Regions from separate parts of the Solanum lycopersicum genome. Here region 2 is linked to region 1. Evidence: chromatin contacts called from public promoter capture Hi-C data. All regions are on one chromosome and are shown on one strand. Each heading gives the region's core, a stretch centred on a gene start, on an enhancer-like site or on the middle of the called end of the contact. The rest is flanking DNA. Distances are from core to core; before and after follow the strand shown. Region 1 holds the start of LOC101267598 (trihelix transcription factor ASR3). Region 2 holds the start of LOC101267305 (O-fucosyltransferase 9).

Region 1 (6,309 bases), core at 1,498-3,997:
CACAAAAGACACATATTTTTCAAATATTAACTTTTAATTTTTGAAAGCTAACCTTTATTTTGTAAATTTTCATTCAACTGTGTATTTATATTAATGCAATCAAACAATATGCAAATATGTGATTGTAATTAATGTTATACTGTAAAATTACTTAATTGTTTAATTATATCAACTTCAACTCTTTCCGTTTTAAAAATAATTGTCTAATTTCACTTGGAACAAAATTTAAAAAAAGAAAGAAGATTTTTTTTATTTTGTGGTTCTAAATTAAAGTTATGTCAAATGTACCAAAATGTCCTTTAATCTTATGGCTTAAACATGCGAGAAGTTAGAACTAAAATTTTATATAAAAAAAAAAAGTCATTCTTTATAAAACAAATTAAAAAAAATAAGACCATCTTTTTAAAACAAAAAAGTATCATATAACTTTTTAAATAGACTATAAAAAAATGAAAATTGCAAAATTATGCATACACCAAAGGTACAATTTAAACTTAAATAAATCCAAATTCATCTTTGAAAAGGTTCCTTGGCCTAATTATTAAATAGGATAATTATGATAAAGACTGAGGAAAGAAAAAAAAAGGTAAAGATGACTCTACACATAGTGATGGAGCCACCCCTATTATTGAGAAATATAGCCCTTTTGTGGAGGGAGGGACAACCCACTCATTCCTAACTCCTACACCTTTTTTTTAATAATTAAATATTTATTCTAGTACTTGATTATGGATTAGGGAATTGAGAGGTGGAGGAAGAGAACAAAAGGAAAAGTGGAAAAACTTTTAACTCATATTTTGCTAAGACAAGGTGGATGCCCTTATCCATCTAATTTGACTTCTTTGTATTTTAAATCCATCCCATAATCATTATCACACTTTTCACTTTCTTTTGTCTAAAATATTTCTTTCTTTCGTCCAAAATATTACATATTCTAATATTAAAATATTAATTAAAATTTTCTATATTTTAAATTTAAGTAAAAAAGGAAAATGAGAAATCAAAGTCTCGAAGAAAGGACAATTATAAGGGCTAAAAATTCGATCGAATGTTATATCAAATTGTATTAGCTTATTATAATTAATAAATTATAAGTAAAAACTTACATTAATTAATAACACAATAAAAAATCTGCATTTGTTAATTTGATTTAACTACTAAGACACATGAGTATTTTATTATTTTACCATTTTGACTGTGTAAAAGATACCAAAATTAGGTATAAAAGTTGCAAAAGATTTATCTCAAATAATAATGCCATAAAATCCCTTTGATTGCATACTACACTAATAGTAATTTTTCTTTCTCTAATTACATAAAGAGGGAGTTAAAGGCTAAGTAGTAGGATGTTGATGTGCATGTTTCGTGAAGGTATTTTTGGAAAAAGCAATATACAAGTAAACAACAACAAATATTTAATATTTTGATTCCACTTTAATTCATTTTAGTGTAAAAGTTTAAAATTATTTAATTAACACCATTTAAATTTATTTATTTTTATTAGATATTCATTTTACATTTAATAAGAGAATTTACTATTACCGGAGTATAGCTAGAGTTAAAAAAATTAGAATAGTTTTATAAATTCTATTAAAAAATTAAATTTATGAACAAATATTGACCTCACTCATTTGGTAAAACGTATAAAAATAAGGAAAAATTGTTTAAAATAGCAAACTAATAACTTAAATTAAATAGAATAGCTAGGGTTTGATTTAATTATGCTCCATTGCAAACATTATCTAAAATTTGCCAGCGTCTCTCTCCCAGGAATCTCGCTCGCCATTCTCCATTCTCGCTCGCCTCTCTCGCTTTTATACAGAGAAGTGTATAATTTTGTTTCTGTTTTGTATAAAGCAAGAGAAAATTGTATATGCACATGCAAAAATGTATATCTTCGTGTTATACACTTAATTATACAATTTACAAACATTTTACTTCAAAAATTACAGAGAAAAAGGCCAACGAATTATACAATTGCGAATTATATAATTGTAGTGAAATACAATTTTCTCTAGCTTTATACAACAGAAGTGTATATATTGTGTTTCTGTTTTTGTATAAAGCGAGAAAAACATATATCTTTTTTCTATAAACTTATAATTATGCAATGTACATACATTTTAATTCGATTCAACTATATGCAAAGCAAATTATACAATTGCAGCGAAATAGGCCAGCGAATTATACAATTTAGGCTAGTGAATTATACAATTTAGGCCAGCGAATTATACACTTATATATGTATAGCGAATTATACAGTTTTGATGTTAGCTGTGGAGCGCAATTATGCAAAGTTTGCTATATTATGCAAATATGATTTTTTTTTGCTATATGTGAAAGTTGCCCTAAAAATAAAGTTAAATAGACTGTGTTAGTAATACTTGCATTTATTATATATATATTATTTGTTATGCATTGTTTGATTTAGTATATTAAAACAAATTGCGTTATATAAAAATATCATCCACAATTATGATATAAAATATGTAAAAAAAAAATTGAGGGATAATTATATGTTTCAGTTTAATCATGCTAATGTGCTAATGCATGAAGTCGAGAACTAATATATACATTATTTTTGCTAATATATATATATATATATATATATATATATATATTAAAAAGAATGAATAGTAATGAAAAGAAAAACGCCAATTTCCACGGAAAGGAAAGTGACCTGTTTGAATATTTAGTTGATGGTTTGGTCTTTGTTTAAAATAGTAGCCCTTAGAAATAGGCTTGTGGCCTTATTTGTTATTTACTTAATTTTTATTAATATTTGTGAGTGAAAGATGAAATGAGTATAAAGTAAGCAATCTTCTTTATTTTAGAAATTAGATAATTGTAAAAATTATCAGAGACTGATTAAGAAATATGTAAGCGGAGTGATGATTACTATTTAATACCCAAAACCAAAAGGGGCATGAAATATATTTATATTACCATTATTATTATTAAAAAAGAAAAGGGGAAAACACTCTGTTTCTCTTCCCCTCAACGGGCCGTCCTACTCAAAAACGGCGTTTGTCGTAATTCCGTTAACTGACGTGGTTCAAAAAGTAGTATGAAGCTTGAGCGATTGACCCTAATTCCGTCTACCGACTCCGACGGCCGTCTCAACGGCGCCGATGATTCTAACAAAGTTCCTAGGCTTCCTCGTTGGACTAGACAAGAAATTCTTGTACTGATACAGGGGAAAAAGGTTACTGAAAACCGGATCCGTCGAGGACGAACTGGCGTTGTTGAATTAGGTTCACCACAGGTTGAACCCAAGTGGGCTTCTGTTTCTTCCTACTGTAAAAGACATGGGGTTAACCGTGGACCAGTTCAATGCCGAAAGAGATGGAGTAATTTGGCTGGAGATTTTAAGAAGATTAAAGAGTGGGAGTCTCAGATAAAAGAAGAAACCGACTCCTTTTGGGTCATGAGGAATGATTTGAGAAGAGACAAAAAATTACCTGGATTTTTCGATAGAGAAGTCTATGATATTCTTGATCGTGGAAGTGGAGATGCCGATGCCCATGAAGAAGGAGGCTTGGTTTTGGCTTTGGGCTCACAAGTCCTGTTTGATAGTGGGAAAAGTGCTGCATCAGGGGATGATGCCTTGTTTTCTGATTTTGAGCCTGATGAAACTCCTCATAAACCAATCAATGACCCTCCTATTCCTACTCCAGTTTCAGGTTTTTTCTTTTTTTCTTTTACACATAGTTATAGTGTGTGATTAAATTAATATTGTATTAGTTGTAAATATATTTTCCATATGTGAAAACCACCCCACCCTGAACTCATGTCTTTATGTTTTGTACTTGTATTAGTTTCACACAAACAATTTTATACTGCATATTTACTTTGTTGAATTAGATTCTTCGGTGGAAATAAAATTATTTTTTATGAGATATCTTGTCTTTTAAAGATTTGTGCACATGGGTGGGTGCTCAAAAGTAATAGAATTGATATACCTCTAATGGTGTCTTCAAGTTTAAAGCATTTCTTCTTACAAAGATGAGTACATCTTTTTATTATTCTATTTTGAATAGCAATGGCCTGCCCAATATGAATGCTCTCTTCTGTTACAATCCATTTTCCCAAGTTTATTTTCAGCTTCTATTCTTTAGCATAGAGGTCTTGGTCATTCAGAGACACTTTTAGCAGTTTTTAAACATCCTCTTGTTTGCTTTAAGCTAAGCACTATAGAACACTCTAGTATTTCACGTACCTTTTCAGTGCACCTTTCATAAGTTTGAACTTCTTCCATTTTCTTTCCATATCAGTCATGATGTGTCGGAACTCAATATATCCTACCAAGTGATTCAGGAACTTGAATGGTTTAAGGACTTCTAGTCTGTACCTCCTCCATTGTGACACATAGCAAAGAATGGTCAGAAAAGTGAGGGTCCGTTAACATCTAGTTCTAGATAAAGGCATCCTTCCATACATGCATGATTGACCACTGCCCTGTCAAGTTACCATCTATATGTGAACTTGTCCATGCAAGAATCTCCCTGTAGGCCTAAGTTCATTTAGGCTAGTAATTCACCATGTCTTCAAAATCCCTGATCTCTGCATCCATGACTTGGGCGCTCGTATCCTTCCCTCTGAGAATAGAGTTGAAGTCCCCCATTATGAGCTGTGAGTTTTTGGACAATAGATTTCAGGTTTTCAATTGCAGACCGCAACTCCTTCCTGTCCTCAATTGTATGAAGTCCATATGTTCCAGTAAAACTAATAAAATAGTCTCTGCAATGATTTTAAATAGAGCATTTAAATGGGCTAATATCCAAGATACTAACCTGAACCACCCCAGTATTCCAGAGTTGCCAGATTCTACCTGTCATTGGCACCGCAATTTGAAAGCCACATCCATCCTGGCATTACCCTCATGGTTATTTCTTTTTGTTGAGTCACTCTATGTTCCACTACAGCAAGTCAGCAATGATATCAACATGCTCTTTTTTTATCACCCTAGGAAATTCCTTGTGCTTATGCAACTTATTAAACCCCCTAACTTATTATTTTTATCAACGCTGCGTAACTTAGGCAGAATTTAATACTGTATGTAGAGTAGTTATGAAGTGTGACTAAGTTTATAATACAACATTTTGCATCTCAAAATATTGTATTAGTTGTGACTATTTTTTTATATGTGAATCTGTACGACTCGGAACTCAGGTCCCAATATTTTGTGTTTTGTACTAGTACTAGTTTCACTACAAACAATTTTGTACTGCATATTTACTTTGTCATTGTTGGAATTAGAATCTTGGTGGAAATGAAATTATTTATCATTAGATGTCTTGTCTTTACACATTTGTGTACTTGGGTGCCCAAAACAATAGAATTGCACTACAATGGTGATATTGTATGCCTCTAATGGTTTTATATCAAGGTTATATTATTTCTTTTTCCGATGATGATATCTTTTTCTTGTTCTATTTTGAATCGCAATGGACTGCCCAATACTAGTTAAATTCAATTATAGCAATACAACAATATACCAAGTAAGATTTCGTAAGTGAGGTCTTGGTAGGGTGATGTGTATGCAACACCCCTGCCCTGTGAAGCTATTTATGACAGTCCTCGGTTAAACCAAGGCATATCCAAATCAGTAAGAAAAGGAAATACAGAAGTGAAAAACCATATAGAAAATAATAGTATCAACAACACATAGTACGATAAACGAAGAAGTAATAATAGGTAAAATATAAAATCAAGAATTGGGTAATAAGAGTGATAATAATAATACTAAAAAGAAAAACTTGACAGCACTCAATTTAATTCTCGGCCTTCATATTCCGCCATCTAGGGTTCTGTCCTCAATAAGCTGCAAGTATTTCATGTTTTTATCTAGTCTCCCCCTAATATAAGCTGCAAGTCCACCTTTAGCCTCCGAACATCTCCACAAAGCCCCCGTAGGAACTCTGTCATAAGCTTTTTTTTCTAGGTCAATGAACATATATGATAGTCTCTCTTCCTTTCCCTATACTGCTACATCATAGTAGAATGACCAGCATGAATCCAATTCAATTATATAGAAATAAAAATTTAAATTAGGTAATAATATTCATTTTCCTTCCCTCTAGAAAGTACTAAATTTTCTTCATTTTCCTCTACCTCTTCGCTGTGGTGGAATTCAAATTGTTTTGAACTTATTATTTAGGTTCTTTGTAAGTATTTTTTGTTTCTCTTCTTTTTTTCTCGCTTCGCTGTTAATACTTTTTGGAGGTGTGGCCAGCATAACCCTCAATGCTGAGGAATACAAGTTACCCATTTCAAAAAAAATAAAATTTTATTTGGTCTTCCTAATTA
Region 2 (6,309 bases), core at 2,431-4,930, 260 kb before region 1:
TTACTCCATGATTAGTATATAGAATCCTACTTGGAAAAGGATTGTAACGTAGTATCCTAGTTGGAAAAGGAGTCTAATGTAGTGTCTAGAAAACGGATCTCAATGAAATAATGTAGATACACATATCAATAATATTTTCTCATATATTTCTCACACGGTAGAGCTTCTACGATCCTAATAGAGAATCACAGAGTTTTTGTTGCTGCTTGCAGACAGCTTTGACCCATGTATGCCATTCATTTGACCAATGGTTATGTTACAAAAACTAAGGCCAATAATATATGCATGAACCCCATATTTAGGAGAGAAAATGCAATCAAACAGGTCATCGTGTGTCAATTTTATTTATGACAAGGAAAACCCACAATCGCTACCCTTTAGGTGCGCATAGGGTAAAACCTCTGCTCTTATGTTGTAGCTCGCAAACCACATAGGAGAGATAACCAACATTAGGCAACCCGGTGCGACAAGCTCGACGCCGAAGGCAAACCCCTTGCTTTCGCTGACAAGGGGTTTCGAACTTGAGACCTCCAACATGGAAGTCACAAACCCAAGCCACTTGGCCACCCGAAGGGTACCTTGCATCAATTATTGACAACTTTCTAGGTTTGTTTTCTGTCGGCCCCATATTGGTCAGTGTTTGCATAGCATCCTGCGTCTTTTCCGGTGACTACTTTCTCATATCAGATTTGCATAGCACCGTGCATCTTTCTGGTGACTACTTTCTCATATCTGATTTGTGCAGCACCGCAAATCTTTCCGATGACTTTTTTCTCATATTTGATTTGTGTAGCACCGTGTATCCTTCCAGTGACTACTTTCTCATAATTTTTGTAACACCGTGAATTTTTTCAGTGACTACTTTCTCATATTTGATTTGTGTAGCACCACTTTCTCATATCTGAATTGCGTAGCACCGTGCATTTTTCCATTGACTCCTCAGATTTATTAGCGTAGATCCATGCGTCTTTTTATTGACTTCTCATATGTGACTTACATAATTTCAACTGTCGTCAATGATGTGCAAAGATCAACACCACCTAATGGTCTGGCAACCTCCAGCGACCAAAGGCCAACCAGCATCGCTGGTCGCAGATCCCTCACGCGCGGCTAGATCTAGGATTCCAACAGCTGCATCAATACCATGTGTTGATGTGTGATGTGTCAGCCTATCTAATCAGTTTTTTGGCAACTTTATTATTCACCATCAACACCCCTTTTGGTTTCCACACAATCCATATATTTTGTACCCAATTTTGATCACTTTCTACAGACAGTTGTGCTATTTCCGACATATCTATGTTTTCCAACAGTGTTTGAAACATGCTCCCTGTTTCAGGGTTGGTTTATAGTAACTTTTCCTCTTTCGTGCCTAAAGTAACACATGTCCGCCTTTTTCTTTCTATCGTTGTTGTTCGCCATCGGCATCTTATTCAATTGGACATTAAAAACGTTTTTTCTCCTCGGTGATCTTGAGGAAGAAGTCTATCTAAAGGAACCACCTAGTTTTGTTGCTACTCTAGTAGCCTTGTACGCTAATTGTGGAGGTTAGTTAATGATATGACCAGTCTCCTCGAGCTTAGTTTGAGAAATTCAACACGGTAATTCAGGAGTGTGGCATGCCTCATAGTAGAATTGATCATTATGTGTTTTATGAGATTTTGCATCCATCCAGTATTTCATGGAGGACTAAGCACTTTGAGATTCACTTTTTTCGTCAAAAGAAAGGATACTCTCGAAAGAATTGTTAAAAAAATATTGTGAAGTCAAGTGATCAACTTGTAAATATCTTCACTAAGCCCCTCCGTAGTCCTCGTATTTAATTACATCAATAAAAGCTCAATATGTATGACTTGTATGCACCATCTTGAGGGGGAGTGTTAGAATAAGAATAGGAACAAGAATAGTATATAGAATTATACTTTAAAAGATATTCATTTATAGAATTCTACTTGAGAAAAGATTGTAATGTAGTGTCCTAGTTCAAAAAGGATGCTAATATAGTGTCTATCAATAGGATCACAATGTAACAATGTAGATACACAATTCAATAATATTTTTGTCCAATATTTCTCAAACATTTGTTACTAGCTTAACCCAAACTTCCCGTTTATACCTATGCAAAAATCTTAGAATATTCCGGATAACATTCTTCACACGAGAAGAATTGATTAATATAGGAAAACATTCAAGAGGCAAATCAAGCCTAGACAGCTCAGTTCTACTCAAGTTGACGAACATGTCAATAAGAGTACAGAGTCAAATTTCAAAAAAGCATTTAGGTTGTCTATCTATATAGCTTAAAGTCACTGTTTAAATCTAGATTATCACAGAAAAAGTACCCCGAAATAGTATTCACTTAAGCTAGAGAGAAAATAAAGGAAAAGTGAGTTCAAATGGAAACTATACTAACTCAATGAAACTAACACAAGAGCTATTTATATACTAATCATCTAACCAACTCACTAACCTGTAACTAACTCACTAAGTCATTAATTTAATAACAACTTAACAATATCGTAAGCTACTATCACAACTAAGCTAGTACATTTTTAATCATAAATACAACTAAGCTAGTACATAGAACCAATTCAACTTATACTTTCAACACTAAAGCAGTAAGGCAATATACAATATGGACAGAATATCTAATAGGGGATGTTTGCCACTAAAAGTTATTACACCTCAAATTTATTCTCATGATCAAAGTCACAAGTTACCTTTCTAAGATTTCATGTTCAAAATTGTGGTTCCAGAATCTAACCAAACAAGCCAACTTACATGTAACATACTTTATATCAGAAATTTAATCACATTAAAAAAAAACCTGGGAAGAGAAAGAGAAGAAATTGTAAGTAGATTACCAAATTAGAGCTTCCATTGTTCTCAGCATCCATTAATGGCCAGAGCTTTTCAAAAACCTGTGGGCTCCTGTAAACTGATCCAATTGGATCCAGCCCAGTTCCACCACCACTTGTACGAGATGCATCAAAGCCTAAAGCACCCATATATAACAACATTCCAGATATATACAACAAGGGAGCAAAAAGTAACACCCCTCTTCGCCTATAAACAGCAGATACTATCATAAAACCTAACTTCTCTGCAAAATTCTGCAGCTTTACTTGACAATTACCACTGTGGAAATTACCAGATACATCAGTGTTCTTATTCCGGGCATGGCGGAAACGAGGGGAGGATGGCGGAGACACGCCATTGCCTAGCCGGCTTAAGCCGTGCATGTAGACCTTAAGTTCAGTTATTTGGATGGAAAGAAACAGTATTGGGTAAAATAGTTGAAAGAAAGTCTGGAGAAAATCAAAATTGCAAAAAATGCTGTTACGCTCACGGACACTAGCAGTATAAAGTGGGGTAGTGCAGACAGCTATACGCAACTAAGCAATCCACTTGCCCAATTACAAAAAATGATTCACCGACACAAGGACCGAAAAGCAAACTGCAATGCTGCTAGTTTTCGATGGTCTCTTCTTCTTCTCCTCCTCTCTCTCTCTCTCAAAATGAGAAAAGCATTAGATCACACAAACAAACACAACTCACAAAGAAAGAGTAAAGTACAGCTTTTTACCAAGCTGACAAACCTTTCTCCTACCTTTTATGCCTGTGTGGTTTAAATCTAATTTTACACAAATTATCAAAATGGTCCTTCAGTTATATGAGTTAGGACTGTTCGGACCCTCTGTTATTCTGTTTAAATCTAATTTTACATAAATTGTTAAAATGGTTTGAGAGTTATATGAGTTAGGACTGTTCGGATTCTTGATCCTCTTAAGAAAAAACAGTTATCATATACTCCCTCGTTCAAATGAGAACGACTTAATTTGATTTGGTACACAGAGTGGCGCGAAGCCACAAATTTTACGAAGAATGTCAAAAATAGAATGACTTAACTAGATTTGACACATATAATGGCAGAGCGGATCTAGGAAATTCATGAAAGGTGTCCCAAAAAAAATAACTTAATTTGATTTGGCACATATAGTGGAGGAGTGAAGCTAGGAAATTCACCAAGGGTGTCCAAAAACGGAGGGAAATTGTTGGTAGAGAGATTCGAAAGTACTTAGGGCTCTTTCAAGAGATCTTAAACAACTGACTACAACACTTTATTCCGTTCAGAATGTCCAACATATGTTATTTAATCACTTCTTTCTCATTTTACTAATATATACAATATTATTTTCGGACGATAGGGTAGCTACGCCCATTGGCAGACACTTAAAAAATGTATCTTGAGATTCTGAATTAAAGTTGTTATCAAATGTATCAAAATATTCGTTAATCTTATAATCTTAAACATGTCATGTGGAAAACTGAAATTAAAGTGTTGCAAAAAAAGGAAAAGATTTTTAATATAAAAGTAGGTCATTCTTTGTTATACAGAATGAATACAAAATAAACAAATAATTAAAATAAAAAGTGGACTCTGGTGGCATAAGTATGCTCATTCAAATTCAACTTGCTCATTACACATGTGAAATATATATTGTGTTTGTGTATCCATTATAGTGATAAAAGTATGTTAAAAATCTAGACAAATATTACAAGGAAGTACAAATAATTTTTTACGGCTAACAAAATGTAAGGCATACTTAACATCTGAATACTATTATATCATATAAGAAAGATATGCTAGGAGTATCAAATCATATGAAAACACATAATCATACCCTCACAATCAACTTTAGATATTTCAAAACTAGTAAATCTAGCTCCTACTTGCACACACATAAACTTGATGATTTAAATGCATCGAAGTAACACATATAACATGCTTTTAAGGTAAACTCAAACGAACAAAGAGTTAAAATCTAAATTGTCTCAAAAATAAGAACTCCCTTAAGTGGAATATCTCTGTTTAGCTTAAAATTCAATTAGAAAAAATGTTTAAATTTATTTGAATAAGGTCTTTAGTAATGCAATTAAAACATGTTAGTTCAAAAAATTTTGATGTAGGGTTTGAAGCAACGACAAGAAAAAAATAGTAAGTGAATATTAAATAATAATTTGAAAATGATAAAGTAATAAGAAGAGATAGAAAAGCTTATTTGATCTTTGAATAATGAAACTGAAAGTTTCGGGTGACCGAAAGTGTATGCACGGAAAAAATAAGTTAACTGTAACACCTCAAATTTAGAAAAGGAAAATGCAGTTTCGGGTTGGTTCTAGATCAATGGAACATAGACGCTCCTACTGATCATAGATGGGTGTCACACCCGAATCCTAGACCCCAGATGAGACCGGCGTTGTTAACCTCTCAGAGGTTGCAGACAAGCCTCTTCTTAGCTTTCATCACAATCATACAGTTAAATTTGCAAATAATTTAAAATTCTTATAAACTTAATGAAGTATGCTACGGCTCAAAACTAAACAACCATCTATCAATAGAGTAAACAATTGAAATGAAGAAATCATGATATAATAATAATTTGCCAGACGACCTTTATAGAAAACTTTGAACAACTGTTTGAAAGGAAATGCTAGGGACAACATCCACTAGCTATGTCTAATGTACTAAAGCTAGAAAGCAAACGTAGCATCCTCGAACTCAAGAGTACCTACCAAAGGTCTGGAGATACTAGTCCGAACCGCTTCAACGAATCTTCAATCCTCTTCAAGAACCTGCACCTATAAAAATAGTAATAGTATAGGGGTTAGTACACACTTGTACTAAGTATGGGTGAATAAACATAAACACATAAGGACTATGCATGATCAAGGAAAGCTTTTCCTATAGCAACATGTCGTTTCTGGAAAGTGAAGTCACTTGACTTTCCTAAGTCGTTATTTATGAATCATGTTATGAAGATAATGCATTCAAAGCACACAAATCATTTTCTATATGAACATAAGACCTTGGAATCATGAACATAATTTTAGAACAAGTTAAACAAAACTTAGGAAATTTGCTCCCTTAGGTCGAGAGCTCTTCCCTCCAGCCTTAGTTTATTTTTCAATATCTTTCTTCTTTCTGTTGTGTAGTTCAATGATCTCCTTTGATCTTATGTTTTACTTACAAGTTCCATGATTCATTGTTGTCTCATACCGACAATGAATCGAGTAAGTAATCCAAAATACTAAGGACATGATTTGGCTACCTTACTTACAAGTTATATTTTCCATTCTTATTAAATTGGGCATGAAGTCTTTATAAGTGAATCTTTATTGGTTATGCCCATTATTTGATCATTTTGGATAATATAAAGATGTTGGGGCATATATTCACACTCCAAATGATTGAGTCATTATGTTTGCTCTCTTAATTGGCATATATTTATTAGCTATGCCCAATAT

What was found. Promoter capture Hi-C pulls out the DNA fragments that hold promoters and counts their contacts.
Region 2: a contact with region 1 is called in a promoter capture Hi-C map of leaf, with 5 times the contacts expected there. The contact joins the promoter of LOC101267305 here to the promoter of LOC101267598 in region 1. A contact is called at or near these places in 1 of 1 promoter capture datasets (leaf) and 3 of 8 Hi-C or Micro-C datasets (all in leaf).

Annotation. Positions count from the first base shown.
Region 1 is chr4:34,150,776-34,157,084 of SLM_r2.1, reverse strand. It overlaps LOC101267598 (trihelix transcription factor ASR3), which reads left to right and starts at 2,747. Exons shown (of 3, transcript XM_004237521.5): 1 at 2,747-3,683. The coding sequence starts at 3,068.
Region 2 is chr4:34,411,474-34,417,782 of SLM_r2.1, reverse strand. LOC101267305 (O-fucosyltransferase 9) reads right to left here and starts at 3,680. Exons shown (of 11, transcript XM_004237520.5): 1 at 2,865-3,680. The coding sequence starts at 3,242.